Linked DNA regions of Capsicum annuum: region 2 is linked to region 1. Evidence: chromatin contacts called from public Hi-C data. All regions are on one chromosome and are shown on one strand. Each heading gives the region's core, a stretch centred on a gene start, on an enhancer-like site or on the middle of the called end of the contact. The rest is flanking DNA. Distances are from core to core; before and after follow the strand shown.

Region 1 (2,814 bases), core at 124-2,623:
AAAGAATATAAAATGAACAGAAGTACAGATGAAGAAAATGAAAACATTCAAACAATTAGGAAAATGTGTGTGCATAAACATAAAAGCACTAACACTAAAATGGCTCCCCAGTTCAGTGCAAAGACTAGTTTAGGCTCACTTCCTAACGCAGCAGAATCATAACTTGGCTGATACTGCTAGCAAAGAAAAAATACAACGGGCCTACAATTCCTCATGTAATCTCGTAATTGATCGCAATGCTCATTAATCTCATATCCAACCAATGATATTGATAAAAATTTGGAAGAGATTATAGTACAAGAAGTACAAGATGATATAAAAATGGCAACCGCACTACAGCTCCGGCTATGCGTGGAGTCTGGGAAAGGACCGACTACAAGGGTCTATTGTACACACAGGAGCTGTTTACATTTACATTTACATCAGGAGGCTGGATTTACTTCACATTTATATTTCTGCAAGAGACTGTTTCCACGGCTTGAGCCAATGAGCTCTAGGTCATATGGCAGCAACTTTACAGTTACTCCAAGGCTCCCTCCAAGTACAACATGATATGATCATCTAAAAAGCAAATGACATATCATTTTCTCTATTTAACTATTATACTATCATGGACATTCCAAAATTCTACAGATATTAGATTATAGTATATACTATTAACTTATAAGCTGATCAAGGTTTCCATCTGCAACAAACCATCGGTGTATAATGTAGCATACACATATTCTAACACATAATTCTACAGATAGTTTATAAGAAATCAATATCTTGTTTTCCAATAAGGATGATCAAATGACACTTGAAAAAACAGAGGAATGGTATAATGGATTGTTGATCTATAGAAATCTAAAAAAGTCACCGTTTTAATCCAGATCACCAGAGGTCAAAACCTAAACTCCAATCCAACAAACAGAATCAGACTAAAAGACTTTCTCTGTTTTCCAAATCCAAGAAGGAATTAATGAAACATCACTTATCAATCACATCAGATACTGATTAATATTAAAAAGAAAAAACAAAAATTCAACAGAACACTGAATCTTAGCAAAGAAACAAAACAAGAATGGACCGTGATAGCTGTCTGATGACTTCAGGCTTAGGCAAAAAGGGGTTGCACTTGCATGGAATTCGTAAACGGTGTGGCTTTTCCAAAGTAACTCAGAATTGGAAAACTCCAACAAAAAAATACTCAACCCGAAATTATTTGATTACGTGGACAAATATATTTGCTTTCGCCTATACTCCCTCGTTTTAAAAAAAAAATGACTGCAAATAGATTATTCTTTTTAAAACAGAGGAATTATTTATTTTGGGCTAGTTAAATTCCCACGTGTTCAGATGAAACGTAATAAATGTTTTGTTAAAACTATATTCGCCCAAATAAAGCGGTTCACAATAAATATATAGTTTATTTGATCAAAATTTTAAAATCACCTTATTTTGAAAGAATAACTATATATCTTAAAAAAACATAAGGCTCCTAATTTGTAGCTCAATTTCATACTAGTTGTTTCATATAAGTGTAGCCATGTGTTTCTGCCTTAGAATTTTGGCTATGTATGGTTTCAATTGAACTAATTTTGTTGTTGAATTTCACATTTCACATTGGCTATGTATTTGCTACATTGTATTCACATTCTATTTGTATGTATGTATATGTATATATTCATTATTGGATCTAAATGTATTAGTGGGTCATCCGAATCTCCTTCGTCGGAAAATTATACTATATTTATATGATTAAAAATATTTTTATGTATATATAATAGATATTGAACCCCCTTCAACTAATTCGTATATTTACTTCTGAATTCCCTCAATGAAAATCTGACTTCGCCACTGTGTATGCATACTGAATGTGCCTATAATATTAGTGGTATTATATGTATAAATTGTATGGCCTGTCCTTTTCTTTTGTATGTTTAATGTAAATTGAAACATTCAGATACAAATGATACATTTGCATTAAATGATATATTTTCATTTGTATATAATACACTAATATTTTTATCAAATGATAAAATTACAAATGTACCACTTATAAATACAGTTGTATAAAGTTGATACGTTGGCTGAATTTTACAGTCATTTAATTGAATACAATCAATCAAATTTTACGATATTTATATTTTATATCAAATATACTATAGTTAATACATTAACAATAGATGATAATTTTTAAAATTGGACTAAGAACGTCCTTTGCTTAAAGAGTGGCTATTATATGAAAATTTCCCATTAAATATGTACTACTACTTATATCTGATGTATTTTCTCGAGATCCAAAATGGTATCTGATTTCTCTTACTTTATATTCATGTTCACTTAATTTATTCACATGCGTTAGTTACAGTCATGCTGCTGACAGACATTCGCACGGATTTATTCTTCAACTGTTTTTATATATATCTCTGCATTAGTTTGCTTTGCTTGTCTCACTCATTAATTGAAAGGAAAAGGGTGAAATGTATCCATCTATTTTAAAAAATTAATTAAGTATATATTTTAATTATATTTTGAGGTTAAATTTATTTTCACCATCATATGTTAGGATCAAATTTACCTTTCTACATTGAAAAATTGACTAAATATATTTGTTCATATTTTGGGGTCAATTTTGCCTTCAATGTCATACTTTAGGATCAAATTTACCCTTGTTGTTAAGAAACTTTTCATTTGTACTCTTCTTTTAACAGAAAAATCCAAATCAATACTAAATAACTCTTTTTTTAAAAATAAAACACATCATAGTCTAACCCACCTGATCCGACCCACCAAAAATATAAAAACAAATGTACCCCTCCCTCAGTTTTG
Region 2 (2,814 bases), core at 160-2,659, 130 kb after region 1:
ATGTGATCCTTACTCCCTCGAATGACATCATCAAATGTAGCTCCTTCTCAAGCTATCCTCCAATCACGTATATGCTCCCTAGAACGATCAAGTCTTGGATCCTTACGTGTGATCCTTGAAGCATAGACCCCAAAAAAGTGGAGTCAATTCGGCTTGTATCAATAGACCTATATTGATGTTAGTTAAAAATATATATTTATTCCCCATCTACGAAACTTTTGACTCTAAATTCAAGAACAGAAAAGATCCATTAAGTATCATCTCTTTATTGCTTATGAAAATGGATGAAGTGAGGGGCCATACAAGATATTATTGATCAGTCTTTCCATTTGAACACCAAATTCACCAAATTCGCTAACAAATTTGAAGATCCAAACAGTGTTGTTGATCTTGGAATTGAGCCTGCCATATACATGTTCAATAATCAGAATTCTAATAAAGCTGCAATTATGGATATTTCGCCAAGGTCAACTTAAGACTCAAGTTTCTTTTTAAAGATCAATTCCAATTTTGAGTGATAATTCTACTCTTTAGAAATAAAGTTAACAAAGTTGTAGGATTTTCTTTGTTAGTAACATAAATATATCGTTTATTGCAAGAACTAATGCAATTATGCTCTAGGATTTTCTTTGTCAATAACGTTTTTAGGAGGATGGGTTAGAAAATGAACAAAAAGTTGTTGTAATTTTGGATTTTCTTTTTAAAAGATAGTGTAAAATAAAAATAGATGCGGTGTTTTGATTGGTCGAAATTTTCACGTGGGACGAGTTTGATTTCACGCACATAACTCATAACAAACGGAAGCTCAAAAGATGTGTCAGGTCAAACGATTGTATTTGAGTGACACGCTTTATGAGAGGTTCAGATGTTCAATAGGAACATGGACTAATTAGGGTGCCAACACAAAAAAAAACCCAACAAATTCATGGGGCTGCTTATGTATTTCATAACAACAATAACAACGTACCAGTATATTTCCACCAAGTGGAGTATAGAGAGGATAAATGTACGCAGTCCGTATCACTATCTCAGATGTAAGATAAAAAGATTGTTTCCGACAGACCCCCGGCTCACAATAAAATAATCTGTACAAAGAATAGTAAGAGAACAAGATACAATCGAAATCAACAATATCCGCTAATACCATAATCAAGAGACACCAAGTAATACAACAAAAGAAACAACAACCTAAACTTGTACTAACCTTCTACCCTAATCCGCCTCCTCCACAACTTTCTATCTAAGATCATGTCTTCGATAAGCTGAAGTTGCTCCATGTCATAAGGTGTCATTCGTTAATTATACATAACATAATATAAAATATATTTGATTCTATATAAGTTGATAAAATATATTAAAGAAGACATTAATAATACTCAAAATTAATACACAGGAGAACATTATTTTTTTAAAAAAAAGTTGCATCGTACCAAATTAACCCTTAGTGCGTGGTTGGGTAGAAATCTCTAAATTTAAAGACAACAAAGAAGAAAGAAAAGAAAAATTGCCACGTAGGTTTATCTCATTTGAAGTCACTAGTGTCATGTGTGCAAGTAATTTGTTGAGGAGGCGGCAGTCGCAGCGATGGTGGTGTTGGGATCTGTTTCTCCGCAGCGTATCCTCCTTTCACTTCCAACACAAATGTCCCATTCTCCTCTTCCAGCTCTTTCTTCTTCCCCTCAATATTTGACAAGGCGTAAATCTTTGATATTTGCTTCTCTGCTTTCCTCTTTAATATATACATCTCATCACTCTCCTGCTACTGCTTTCGTAATCGATCAGCCTCAACAAGAAGAAGATACACTTGTTCAACTCTTTCAGGTAAATGCCTCACCCAAAATGGCTAAAATTAAATACAACAAGAAAACCCAATTATTGTCCTTCTCATTCCGATGTGTACCTGTACTTTCTCCATCCTAATTTTTGTGTCACCTTTCCATTTAGAGATTCAAATAAGTCTTTTCTCCACGTAGCTTTTTCATGTCTTTTAAATATTTTAGATTATCAATTATTGTGTCTTATATAATTTTATGTAGTTTATAAATATATAAATTTTATCTCAAAAAGATAAAGAATCCATGCCTAAACTCACGGTCAAAACTAAATTGTTTAACTTTTGAAAATTCTATGATGCCACATAAATTGAAAAGAAAAGGGCCAAAAGTTCCCCCAACCTTTATCCTAAATCTCAACTATACACTTATACTTTGCGGGGTCTATGACCCCTGAACTATTTTAAAGTGAAATTATTACCCAAAAACTGACAACCAGTCATTTGGAATTTGATATGATGCACGCACCTACAACATTTTTACACATATTTTTTATTTAAAATTAATTTTTATTTACTTTATTCCCCATTTTTATCACTTTTTATCATTTTTTCACCATTACTTTTCATCTCTTTTCCTTTTCAAACTTGAACAATTTTTCAATGAACTTGAAGTGGAAAATAATGGATAATATCGAATTTGAAATTTCCAATGATTTTGAAGTCGGAAATAATAAACAACATCGAATTTGAAATTTTCTACAACCTTGAAGTGGGAAACAATGAACAATGTCATTATTAAATTTCCGACGATCTTAAATCCGGAAACAACGAACGATACTAATTTCAAAATTTTCGACGACCTTGAAGCCGGAAACAATGAACAATACCAACAACAACAACAACAACAAACCCAGTGTATTCCCACTTAGTGGGGTCTGGGGGGTAAGATGTACGCAGTCCATACCTCTACCTCTGATGAAGTAGAAAGGCTGTTTCCGGAAGACCCCCGGCTCAAGGCACAAGATATCACACAAACACAT

Evidence for each region. Hi-C and Micro-C count contacts between places; a contact is called where the count stands out from the background.
Region 2: a Hi-C map of placenta shows a contact between it and region 1, with 3 times the contacts expected there. The contact joins the promoter of LOC107838816 here to the promoter of LOC107838817 in region 1. A contact is called at or near these places in 2 of 5 Hi-C or Micro-C datasets (pericarp and placenta).

Annotation. Positions count from the first base shown.
Region 1 is chr8:125,347,503-125,350,316 of UCD10Xv1.1, forward strand. It overlaps LOC107838817 (glycolate oxidase 1), which reads right to left and starts at 1,374. Exons shown (of 12, transcript XM_016682033.2): 1 at 1,070-1,374.
Region 2 is chr8:125,479,511-125,482,324 of UCD10Xv1.1, forward strand. LOC107838816 (protease Do-like 5, chloroplastic) reads left to right here and starts at 1,410. Exons shown (of 9, transcript XM_016682028.2): 1 at 1,410-1,821. The coding sequence starts at 1,585. LOC124886750 (a long non-coding RNA gene) reads right to left here and starts at 1,425. Exons shown (of 2, transcript XR_007044148.1): 1 at 968-1,425; 2 at 1-402.